2 separate regions of the Mus musculus genome follow, and region 1 is linked to region 2. Evidence: chromatin contacts called from public HiChIP or PLAC-seq data. All regions are on one chromosome and are shown on one strand. The core of a region is the stretch at or near the end of the contact, and the rest is flanking DNA. Distances in the headings are between cores, read along the strand shown. Region 1 overlaps Ino80dos (INO80 complex subunit D, opposite strand). Region 2 overlaps Nrp2 (neuropilin 2).

The links. HiChIP or PLAC-seq counts read pairs in DNA pulled down with a chosen protein or histone mark.
Region 1: a contact with region 2 is called in an H3K27ac HiChIP or PLAC-seq map of embryonic stem cells, with 6 read pairs. The contact joins two enhancer-like sites.

What each region holds. Positions count from the first base shown.
Region 1 is chr1:63,128,109-63,134,372 of GRCm38.p6, forward strand. The region is part of intron 1 of Ino80dos (INO80 complex subunit D, opposite strand); the gene reads left to right. Among named protein-coding and RNA genes, the nearest start is that of Ino80dos, 17 kb to the left of the region's middle. Within about 2 kb of position 3,108, at least 103 of the 459 cell types and tissues checked have an H3K27ac peak or open chromatin away from gene starts, as enhancers often do. A contact at or near this core is called in embryonic stem cells, where this site is marked.
Region 2 is chr1:62,738,527-62,745,329 of GRCm38.p6, forward strand. Nrp2 (neuropilin 2) reads left to right here. Exons shown (of 17, transcript NM_001077404.1): 4 at 5,649-5,879. Among named protein-coding and RNA genes, the nearest start is that of Gm29083, 24 kb to the left of the region's middle. Within about 2 kb of position 5,030, at least 71 of the 459 cell types and tissues checked have an H3K27ac peak or open chromatin away from gene starts, as enhancers often do. A contact at or near this core is called in embryonic stem cells, where this site is marked.

The DNA of each region.
Region 1 (6,264 bases), core at 1,858-4,357, 390 kb after region 2:
ATAGTTAGCCTCCATCTCAAAACACGCAAACAATAACAGAGAATCTTAGGAAGGCCCCACTGTACCCGGAGACAGCCGGGATAACCCCAGCCTTTCTCCTGTCTTCATCGTGACTAGATTCTCTCTCTCTCTCTCTCTTTTTTTTTTTTTTTTTTTTTTTTTTTTTTTTTTTTTTTTGGAGACAGGGTTTCTCTCTATAGCCCTGGCTGTCCTGGAACTCACTTTGTAGACCAGGCTGGCCTCAAACTCAGAAATCCACCTGCCTCTGCCTCCCAAGTGCTGGGATTAAAGGCATGCGCGCCACCACGCCCGGCTTGACTAGATTCTCTGGTCTCTTTCTGACTCTGATCTAGATGGCTTGCTCTAAGGTCTCTGGTTCTGTTAGGCCCACTTGGATAATGCAGGGTCATCGTCCCCATTTTAAGAAACTTAATGTATTAACATGTACAAAATGTCTTTTGCTCTGCAAGCCTGTTCACAGGTCCAGCCAAACATGACACCCTTGAGAGGCACTACTCTGCTTCCCACATGAACATATTTGGACTAATGAGACAACTGACCACTCTGGCATAAAGCTGTTTTGTTCTGCTTAAGCTCAGGCTTGCACTGTGTCATCATGCCCTGCTTAGAAAGTGATTCTTTTGGTTCTGTAGATTAAACTAGGGATTCATTCCTACATGGTAGTAAGTACTCTACACTGAGAATAAGCTCCACGCTCTTTTGCTTGTTTTTCTTTAAATAGGGTCTCTGTAGGGATGACCTTCTGCCATCTGTTTCCACCTCCCAAGTGCTGGGATCCCAGGCATGTGCTGTTATACCCCATGCATGTGGTGCTGGGAACCGGACTCTGGGCTTCATACATACAAGGCAAACGCTCTGCTGGGCACCTCTACCTTGTTGATTGTGTTTTGTTTGAAGACAGGTTTTCACTCTAGTCCAGATTACACTAGAACTCCCGATGGCCTCAAATTCACAGTAATCCTCTTGACTCAGCCAGCCAAGTACTACGATCCTGTATATTAATCATGACCATGCCTGGTGCTTTTAAAAAAACTGTATGTGTACACTTGTCTAAATCCTTAATAAAAGCAAATGTCACTCATTCCCCCCTGGCAGGACACTGGTTTCAATTCTGTCCTCCAGCAACAGTGAAAACTGTCGACCCATCTGTCTGTCCCCCTCTTTCATGTTTGTCAGTGGCACAGATTTTTACCCAGCTGTAAAAGCAATGATTCTCATCCACCCCACTGTGCTGCTCTGCTGTATAAAGAGTGGTTTATAAACCCCTACACGCATCTCTGCCTGGGAATTACATCTTTAAAGCCACATACAGAAAGTTAACAATCTAAGCCAGGTGCAGTCATGTGTGCAGGTGGCTGCATTGACCCGGGAAGCCAGCACAAAAGGTTCACGTAAGCTGAAGATCTCCAAGTCACACTAGGCAGCATAGTAAGATCCTATCTCAAAAGAAAATCACTTAAAAACAAATAAATGTTCTCAGCATACTCTTGGCTATAATGCATTTTTATTTTTTATTCACTTATTCATTAAGTAAATGTTTATTGAAGATCTGACTCTGAAAAAGCACTGTGGTAAATATTGGTGGCAAACAGTAAGATGTAATAAATCATAACTTAAAATATAGAAAAGCCGCTTTCAGTAGCTTAATCTCAGGATCATTGGAGTAGATAAAGTAACCTTCCTATGAGTGTTGCGGCCGCCAGCAGCTCGCAACGTGAACGGTTCGACTGATATGGCTACTCGAGCTGTAAGAGAGGAATCTAGACGGGGCGAAAGAAGAAATGGAGCTAAGACAAATTCATTCTGATCAAAGTTCAAATTTTATTGTTGCGACACTAGTTATGAAGGAAGGGGGAGGGGACCCGATTCCCGCCGAATAATCTCTGGTCCAGTAGAAAGTTGAGCACGTGTGTGGCTCCGCAGGTTCCAGCAGTGGGCGTGGCAGAACGAATGAGCAGGAAGCTCCACCCCTGAGCAAGCAGGTTTCAGGCTGGGGGAGGGGAGACTACATATGAGCAGTTTTAAAAGTCAAGTTCCCCCCTCGTTTCAACTGACTAGAAACAGGGTACCTGGTGTAAAGCACTGTGTGCAGACAGGGGTGGGGGTGGGCAGTGGGAGACAAGGACCAGGAGGACCCAATGCCAGCCTAGAGCACGGGAGATCCGCTCTCACAAACAGTAGAGGCTAGCAGCAGGTAACGGGTCTGGCTGTGCAGGCCTGGATACCTGAAGCCAATAGATAGAAGTTCACAAATATAGGAGAGAAAAATATAAGAAATCAGTCTTTTTCAAAAGAGTTCAAAGACAGCCTGGACTATGTAGTGTGCCTCTGCACACACACAAGGAAGTCGTTTAAGGCTTTCTATTTTAGTACTGACCTTTACAGTGGTCGTATTAGAAATCACCCTGGGACTAGAGAGATGGCTCGGCCCTTGCTGTTGTTGCAGAGGACCCAGTTCAATCCCCATTACCCATATGACAGCTTACAACTGTCACACAACTCCAGTATGTTCTAGGAACCAGTATGGTCTTCTGAACTCAGAGGGCATTAGGCATGTACACATACATGCAGAGAGAGCACATAGAATAAACTAAACTTTTTTTTTCTATAGCCACAGGATTTTCTCAGTGTCCACTTTCATTCTCTGAAGCTTGTTTTAAATTTTATGTGCATAGGTGTTTTGCCTGCATGTATGGATGTGTACCACATGAGTATCTGATATCCTTGGAGGCTCAGAAGAAGGTATCAGATCTGCTGGAACTGGAGTTACAGACATTTGTGAGGGGCTGTCACGTGGGGGCTGGGAACTGAACCCGAGTCCTCTGCAACATCACCCAGTGCTCCACTGAGCAACTCTCTAGCCCCCACTCTCATTCTTTTTTACAGATCAGACTCTTGTGGATGAATCTGTGGTTTAGTTCTGTAATCCAAGGTCCTCAGGAAATGAGGCAAGGAGGTTCTAAATGTCAGGCCAGGCTTTGTGAGATCCTGTCAGAGAAAATCATTTTAGAAGGGCTAGAGATACAGCTCAGAGGCAGAACACATCTAGTTTGGGAGAGGCACTGAAGTACCCCAAGAGGACCAAAGGAGAAGGGAAACCAAAGTGGAGTTCCTACAGCCATCCCTGGTGGTGTGCAGGTACATGCATTATCACTCCTGCACTCAGGGGCGTGAGACAGAAGGAAGTGTCACAAGTTCTGAGGACTTGCTATGGAGCCAAGGATAACCTTGAATTTTTTTTTTTTTTTTTTGGTTTTTTTGAGATAGGGTTTCTCTGTATAGCCCTGGCTGTCCTGGAGCTCACTTTGTAGACCAGGCTGGCCTCGAACTCAGAAATCCACCTGCCTCTGCCTCCCGAGTGCTGGGATCAAAGGCGTGCGCCACCACACCCGGCTCTTGAATATTTTTTAAAGCGTTTTAATTTATTTTGTTATGAATGTTTTGCCTGCATGTATATTTGTAGGCCATGTGCATGCCTAGTGCCCACGGAGGTCAGAAAAGGACACTGGGTCCCTAAGATTGAAGTTACAGATGGTTGTGAGCTACCATGGCACGCTTTGCTGGGAATCAAACCTGGGTCCTCTGGAAGAGTAGCCAGTGCTCTTAACCACTGGACCATCTCTCCTCCCTCTAACTCTGAGGACCTGGAATTATAGGCGCTGTATTACCAAGCCTGGCTGATGCTTACTTACGACTAAAGATGGCTTCCAGAGCCTTGCGCGTGCTCTGAAAACACATGGCCGACTGAACTACTTCTCTAGACACTACTTGGTGACATTCGACGTACTTGGATTAGTAAGGCACTCCTTTGTGAGGACACTTCCAGAGGAGCACCAGCTCCTACGTGTGGAAGAGGACCCGCCTTCAACGTGGATGGCTCCACCCAGTGTGTGGATGGCTCCACCCAGTGTCTGTGGGCCAGAGGAATAAAGGAGAAGAGGAAAGAAGCCATTTCTCCTTCGGCTTCCTGGAGGCCATGAAGGAAGAGCACTGTCCCACCACACCTTCCCAGATACAGTGGACTGGAAACAAAATCAAAATTGAATTTTCCTCTTTAGTTGTTTCTCGGGTATTTTTGTCACAATGATGAAAACGTCTAACAAAATGATAGTAGCTTATCAACCATAGAACTAGAGTTTCCATTTAGAGAACTGATCCTGCGGCTTTCTCTCTGAGCACATGAATGATGGATCTATCACCGTGTTGGCACCCAGTAAGCAGTACTAGATGTCACGATGTCTTCAAACTCGTTCACAGCTTAGTGATTTCTCCCAGCTTTGGCAGAGTTGAAAAACTGTAATTTCAACAGACAGAAAATACACAGGGTGAAAATCTCAGAAATAGACTAAGTGCCACACAGACTTAGATTTACATCAAAATCCTGCTAATATGCAGAGGCGTTTTTTGAGACAGGGTGTCAAGTGTCCTAGGCAGGCGTCAAGCTTGCTATGTACTTGAGGAACAAATGAACTTTGATCCTCCTGAAAGTTGGGAATATATACCACCATGCCCAGTTTTAAGCAGTAGCTAGTGTTTGAACCCAGGGTTTCCTACATGCTAACAAGCACCCCACCAGCTGAGCCTAGAACAGCTTTCATATTTGCTTTATTTCTACACAGGAGAGCGTGTTTCCTATATGGAAACCTGTTTTCCTATTTTAGGACCTCAACAGTATAATGTTTTTCTTTTCTTTCTTACCTCTCTTTGATTTGTTTTTACTCTCTTTGAGACAAGGTTTCTCTGTGTGGGCCTGGATGTTCTAGAACTTGCTCTGTAGACCAGGCTGGCTTTGAACTCACAGAGATCCTTCTACCGCTGGAATACTGAGACTAAAGGTGTGAGCTACCACATGCCTCATGCTCTTAAAACCAGTCTCCCAGTCCTACCTGTAACTTTTCTCTTAATGTGTTTGCATTTGGTGCACTTGTGTATACACATGTGTCCAGGGGTCAAGGAGTACATGTGTGTATAAGCATGCACATGAAGGCCTGGGGTTGATGTTAGGGCTCTTTTACCTTGCTCAGTAAGGTCAGGTTTCTCAATGAAATCTAGACCTGGTGATATGGCTAGTCTTGCTGGGCTCTGCTCTGGGGATCCTGTCTCTAGCCTTCTGAGGCAGGTTACAGGTGGCTACCATATCCATCCAGCTTTTATGTGGACTCTGGAGATCTGAACTGGGGTCCTCATCCTTTTGTGGAAGTCTTAGTCATCTCCCAGGCCCAATCCTACATTAAAAAAAAAACAAACCAAAACCCGGAATGAGTAGGGTGTGGAGGCTTTGTCTATATTCTGAGTAAGCAGCAGCTGAGGTAGGAGAATTGATAAGAACTCAAGGTCAGCTTGAGCTACAGAATGTGAACCTTCTTCAAAAGTGGAAACGAATTAAGGTGGAGGAGAGGGGGAGGAAGAGTGGGGAAGGAGGAGGAGGGAGGAGAAAGGAGGAAAAGAAGGAGGAAGAAGAAGACAGACAGACAGACAGACAGACAGACAGACCCTAACCAGGTGTGCTGTGATATACCTATAAACATAGCACTTGTAAAATGGAAACAGCAGAGTCAGAAGTTCAAGGTTGTCTTTGGCTACAGAGCAAGTTCAAAGCCAGGTTTGGGCTACATGAGACCCTGTCTCAAAACAAAACAACAAACAAAGAATAAAAAACAAAAACCAGACCAAGTTCAGTATGGAATGTCTTAATCCCAGCACTCCAGACAAAGGCAAGCAAGTTTCTTAGGAGTTTGAGGCCAGCCTAGTCTGGTCTACAAAGTGAGACCCTATGTCACACACACAAACAAATAAACAAACAAACATACATAGCATAACAACAACAAAATGAAACCCCATATAATGTGAAAAGGAAAAAAAATTCACACTTGTAGGAGTCTTTGAAATTTGAAATATAGTAAGGAATATTACTTATTAAAAGTTTTAGAAAGTAGAAAACCACTGGGCGTGGTGGCACATGCCTTTAAACCCAGCACTCAGGAGGCAGAGGCAGGCGAATTTCTGAGTTGGAGGCCAGCCATGTCTACAGGGTGAGTTCCAGGACAGCCAGGACTACACAGAGAAACCTTGTCTCGAAAAAAGACAAAAAGGCAGGTGAATTTCTGAGTTTGAGGACAGCCTGGTCTACAAAGTGAGTTCCAGGACAGCCAGGGCTATACAGAGAAACCCTGTCTCAAAAAAACAAACAAACAAAAAAAAAAAACAAAAAAAATTGAAAACCTGCAAAAATATGACTTACAA
Region 2 (6,803 bases), core at 3,780-6,279:
AAGGAAGCCCTGGTCGATGGATGATATCAGGTGGTGAGGGCTTCAGTCATCTGGCCCCACTATGGTGGCGGGTGAAGTGACACCTACAGTGAGCCTGGGGTGGTCTGAGGAGACTCTGGTAACGCCTTGATAATAAAAGGCAGGTCGAGCGACTTCCAATTTGAGAGGAGAGATGAAGCACCAGCCTAAGAGGAGGAGCCCGGGGTGTACATATAAGAACATCTCTTAGAAGAATTGGATTTTTGTGTTTTTTAAATCAAGCAGCTCTTCATGGTTGAACTTGGTTGAACTTCATCCTAACCTCTTCATGGTTTAATGTTGTCTTTATTTGAAATTACATGGGGCTGGAGGATATAATCTTTTCATTGTTTAGGGTTTCTAAAGATCTCACCATGACCCTCAGAATGAGGTCAGTCACTGCTTTTAAATTAAATTATGACTCCTAGACATTCCTCCTTGGCAATATTTTACCACCCCTATACACTGAACTCCTATTTCCCATATGCTAGGGACTCAGACACCCTGAAAAGCTACTGAAAGTTAGTGGAAACCAGGGCAGAAAACATAACACTTCTTTGAGTTGACGGCTGGGTCCTATACATCTCATTAGGTGCTCTGGGCCTTTACGGGCAGGACTAACTTCTGAGGCTCAGTAGAGTAGTTCTCATCTGAATGCTATGTTAGGGCCACACTTCTGCTCTTCCAGTGATGTGCCCTCTGCCTCGTTCCAGTTCTCACTATGGCTAAGGAAGGGATGGCCCTGATTCTTCCTCATCGTACCCACTCAGGGCAATCTTCCCTCAGAAGATCTGCCTCCATATTTGCTTTCTTCCTTTAGGAGCCCAACTTCTGTAATCCCAACATAGAGTCTGATTCCAGGAGAAGTTGTCATTCCATCATTGAGAAACCCAAGTCTGGCTCCTGTTAAGTTCAGTGCAAGGGGAACTATCCGTAATGTAGCTGCTTTCTTTTCATTAAACAGTTCTTGGAAGGAAGTGGTGGCTGTTGAACACACGTTTTATATCCACTCTGTCTAAGTATTTTGGACATGTCTGCCTACAAAGGTAGACTCAAATGAAGAGGTGTGGTCAGTAGGCAGAGTGTGGAGCCTATTCGCTCAGAGGGCAAAGACCTACAGATGGCCCATCTGCCATGCACTGTCATGTTTCTGGCCATGATAAACTCAGGAACTGATCTAGGTGCCCTGGGCTGGGGCTGCTGTGAGCCTCCTGCATAGCTGGATCCACGACTCTTTGAGTCCCAGTGCAAGATGCAGATCATTACCGATGAACATCCTCTTCTAAGAATGTGAGAGGAAGAAGAAATGAGGCAGATTTCTTGTCCTGGGCTTGTAGGAAAGACAAACCCTCATCACACAGATCACTATCTGTATTTCTGGTGGCATCAAAAGGAAATTGTACGTGTTTGTATGGCACAAGTCACGGTCACTATATTAAAAATGCAACTGAAGCGCACTGAGCAAGGAATCTCAGGTGCCAAACTCCCCGCTCCTCAGAAGGAAAGCAGCTCATGAAAGACCTTCTGGGGCCTTTTAAGTTTATCTCTGGTCTCACGGTCCATATCTCAGTGCTCCCCACAGTATGGTGCCTCACTCTCCAGAAAGGCCCAGAAAAAAAAATCCCTCACACAAACTTGATAGGAGGGCATTAAAAGATATAACACACAAGAAAGATTCATACACAGCCTGCTGTTTAGTCGACATGCAGAAGTAGAATTTTAAAGAAGGCAGCAAGTCTGTGAAGAGCCTGAAAGAGTAGTGCCAGCTAAGGTACGTAGGTGACTTGAGCCTGGAGCAATGAGGCAGCCCACTGGAATGAGGGGGATGACCACTGAAAGACATACTCTAGTGAGTGACAGACCCAAACCACAAGGCTGGGAGTGTGTGAAAGAAAGTCCAGGGCCCCCCTCGGGGTCATCAGGAAGAGTAGCTCTTGGTGTGAAAGTCACTCCTATAAATGCCTAGCACAGGAATGCACAAGAGAGAGAAAGTCAAAACCAAGATGTCTCAGAAGGTATATATTCTAGATAGGTGCCTTGCCTTGTGTCCCTATTTCTATGGTTACAGTCCTGTGAGAAAATACACAGTTTACATCATCCACAGAACATGGAAGAAATGGGTGGACATGCTGAAAGAAACTCAAACAAACATAGCTATGTTTGCCAGTCAGATTCATAAAAAGAAAGAGGGGAAACTGTAAACACAGATACGCAAACAGCCATACAGAAGGCTCTAGAAGCTTGCCTTTCTGCAGGCTCTGCTACAGAGTTACAGTGAGACACATGCACCCTCAGGCTGGGGCACACAGAGCGTACGGATGGAGTGAAAGGTCACGTCTACCCTAAAGGAAGGATAAAATGGCATATATTTCACCAGGCTGTGTCACCTAGAAAAGGGTAAGCCAAGAAAAAGTTGCAAATTGAAACAATCTGAAGTCACCAAACCAGGAACAGAATAAGGAAAGAAATTTGTTTTTTAGAAGAACTTGAAAGATGGCATGAGAATCACAATCAGTCAGAAGGGTTTGCTGCTTTTAGCAGAAATTCAAAATCCAAATTTCTCTCCTGTCTCCAATACTCAGTGGTATTTCTGAAAGTGAAATTGTGGGACTTGCCCATGGGAAGAGGAATGTCCAGTATTCTGAGCCCCTAAGATAAAGGCCCAACATCACCACCTGCGGTCAAGTCAAGCTTGACTTCTGATAGGCCAGTGTATTTTTGTTATCTTTGTATGGGTTAGGCTCCTCTTCCTATACTTCCATGATGTAAACTATTCTTCAGGCCAAAGACTTTGGAAGGAATGCTTTGCTCCAGCCCAGGCCCCACAACTTCAGTTTTGTGTTGTTCTGCTGTTTTATGAGCCAGAGCCTCACTCTGTAGCCCACACTGTCCTAGAATTCAGTTCATAGTTCAGGCTTGCCTAGAACTCACGGTGGTCCTCCTGCCTCAGTTTCCTAGAATTACAGTGCTTGGATTTCAGGTATGAGCCACCACACTGGCTCAAACCTCCAAGAGTCATCTTATCATCGAATCGACATCAATGTTTGTCAGCTGGGTATTTTAAAAATTGTGTCCTTTTAACATGTTTCGGGAAAGGATTGTGAATTAGTCAGATTTCTGCAAGACTCTCAGTTTGCCTCCATTGCCAGGATCCCTTTTGACCTGGGGTTTTTGGTTGCCATTCAGGTGCCTTGACCATGGTGGGACCAGAGACAAATATATAATTTTATAAGATGCCTGATTTTTTTCTGCTTGCAAAGGATAAAACAATAATGTCTTCTCACCACCCTCAAAACAAGAAAGGAATGTATCTATTTCTAACCATGTATCAGACATGCACTGGTTTTGTTTGTTTGTTTGTTTGTTATTTGTTTGGCCTTGAGTACTTGATGTTGAAAAATCCCTTCCAGTTACATGCTAGACCCGATGATCCTGAAACAGAATGTTTTAGAGTCTCACGTTCTCCAGGGCCCGTATTAGGCTCTACACGCCCATTGTTCAAACACTTTGTTCCCCCAAGGATGACAAGGATCAAAGATTCTATCATAAATTCCCAGCTCCCAAGGAGGCGCCGAGTCCCCGTGCCTTCTGAAGGGTTGACAATGGAGCCAGCTCTAGGAGGGAACTCTCCAGAGGCTAACTCTCAAGTCAGTTGTGAACAGAGACTTGATTCCCATCCAGCACTGTGTGAGGCTCCCTGTGTGTGCTGTGAAGAAATCTGCATAGCAGCCTTAAACTCTAACCTTTTCAAAATTCTTCTTGGCCCCCTGAAGACCAGCCAGCTGGCCTGGCTTTCCCAAATCACATCATCCCAGGCCACTGAGGAAGCCCTCAGGAGTTTGCTGCCTGCTGGTAAACAAAGCTGAGGAAGCAGGGAGGGGCACCCCTGCTCATCCCACCCAAGCTAGCTGCCCACTGGCAAGGTTGGGACTTCCCTGCTGCTGTTGTGCCACTGAGCGAAAGGCAAAGCCTCTGAGATGTGGCCCCTAGAGCTCCAAATAACCCAGGAAGGTTCTTTCTTGCTCCTGGTCCGCATCCCCTACACAGCCCAAGGTGCAGCAATGACAACGGAAGGAGGTAATCCATGGATATAGCTGTAGATGCTGGGAATTCCCTATGCCGCCTGAACTACAGAAAGTTACGAGCCTACCCCAAATACACATATACCTGTTTGCACGGGACCTTCTCCAAGTCAGATATTTGCACTTTCCAGAAAGTCATCATGCATAGAGACTTGCAGAGGGCCCTGCCTGCTACAGGAGCCTTAGATAAAGATGTGGTCGCTGCCGGCTAAGATCGGCATATTGACAACCCACAGTTATATTTCAGTGTGATCTCCAGAGGGTACTTCCTGCCGGTAAACACCTGGTTTATTGAGTATTTCTGTGTTGTTTGTTGTTTTTAGTTGTTGTTGTTGTTTTCGTCATGCTTAGAGTGTCTATTATCCCTTTCCTAAATTCTGCTTCCTTTACTTATTTTAAAATCCAAACGTAGTGAATAAAAACTACTGTAATTGCCAGCATTTGCACCCACATCATTAACTCGTACTCACTCTTGCTCTTTGTATATGCTGGGTCTCTGTTCCTGGCTCTGCCCAGAGCCAACAGTTGCTGGGTTTAAAGCACAAGGGCTCCTCTACTATGACTCCACCTCTGGGGTTGTGGTGGCTGTAATCCTCTCTGTTCCTGCTGCTGCTGCCCAAGCCTGTAGCAGGCTGCGATTGTGTGAGTGTGTGGCATGTTTCATCAGGATGCATCCCAAGAAAGCTAACCCAAGAGCTTAGGAGGGAAACAAGGCCATCCCCACCACAAAGGCACCAGAAGCCTTCCAAATGTCAATACACTGCTGCATTTTTCCAGACTCGCCACCAGAGCGGCCTTTAACATCCCCAACGCCCTGCTGTGATCTACCGGCTGAAAACCTCGATTGTTAATTGTCCCACCACTACAGAGCAGCCCGTTTAATCCAGTCAGGACATGAGGGAGGCTCCAGCTCCCCTTTGCCCCTCCCCTGAGGCACCTTGGAACTTGGAGGGAGAAGGGGCACTTAGCTGGCTAGGGTACAATAGAGGCTAGTGTTGAGGTCAGCAATAAATAAGGGATAACATTGTTTTCTCTGCTGGCAACCAGCAAGCCTTCCTTAAGGATTGAAATAACTTACATTCTGGAGTGAGCAGCTGAGTAATTGAGAAAGAAGACTCTGTCCCTCTTTCAAGATCTCTCTCTCTCTCTCTGTCTCTCTCTCTCTCTGTCTCTCTCTCTCTCTCTCTCTCTCTCTCACACACACACACACACACACACACACCCCTCTTTACCTCTTACCCTCCAATCCCTCGACTGTTGCTCTTATTCTAATATTCAAAGCAATCGGCTGCACTGTCCTAATTTCTGTCCAAAAGGGAGGCTGGCTTGAGGACTTGAAACACAGAGGGCAAGGATGTGTTGTTCCAAGTGCTACTTGAACAGAAATAAAAACCTTGTTTAGACAAGGGGACATAGACACAAACATTTAAATAACCCAAAGGCAGAGGAGAGAGCAGAGAAAGGCTACTCTCTAATAACTTCTCTCTCTCCTTCTCTCCCTCTCTCTCTCTCTCTCTGTCTCTGTCTCTGTCTCTCTCTCTCTCTCAGGCTCTGAAGATTGTTCCAAGAACTTTACAAGCCCCAATGGGACCATTGAATCTCCAGGGTTTCCAGAGAAGTATCCACACAATCTGGACTGTACCTTCACCATCCTGGCCAAACCCAGGATGGAGATCATCCTACAGTTCCTGACCTTTGACCTGGAGCATGACCCTCTACAAGTGGGGGAAGGAGACTGTAAATATGACTGGCTGGACATCTGGGATGGCATTCCACATGGTGAGTGAACGCTTATGCTCAGCTCCCTTTCTCCTTCTTATGAAGGTCAGGACTCTAACCTAGGGAATAGTAGCACCCAAAGTGGGCACATCTTCCCACTTCGATTAACCCAGTCAAGGTAATCCCCCAGAGATATACCCAGAGGACTGTCTCTAAGATGATTCTAAATTTCATCAAGTGAAAACTGAGATTAACCATTAGAGATTGCAAAACTATAAGTGTTGTTCCTTTCTACATAAGTTATTAAAATAGAAGTGAATCAATTATCATATGATGTGGCCGTATAGAAGGATTTAAAGCCAAAGTGACTGGACTTGAATCTCTCTGACGTACAACCCAGCCAAGGTATTGAACCTCTCAGTATGTTGTCTGGGAAATACCTATCATCACTATTATCACGAGTACTATTATTTTATTACTATTTAATATAGTCATGGATATTGAAAAGCAAGCATTTATAGCCAAGAGGGGCCTATATAAATCAGGTGAAGGACTAACACAGATTGTGTAGTCGGTATTGGAAATTGTTCATCTTTGTGCTTGTTCTAAGTATTTTCTAATGTAAAGGATACCTGGTACAGAGGAGCAATTTCATCTTGAGAAAAGCATAAGATGTAGGTAGGCAAGCAGGGATTGGGTCCCAGCTCTGCTGTTTCCTAGTAATGTGAACAGGAAAATGTCACCCGACCTTCTGAAATTCTATTTCTTCATCTGTAGAGCAGGTACTGTAATGATACCTTCTGGCCCATCTTTCTGGGATGGAAGAACAGAACAAAGCCAGCTCAGGGAAAGCACTTTTAATGTTCAGGGGGAATATCAGACATCATTCTTCAAGCACACCTTCAGTTTTTACATCAAGGCATTGGCAGTGAGGTCCACGGTGTTGTGGAGTGAGAAAACATTGAAAGCCAGTTTGAGATTTCT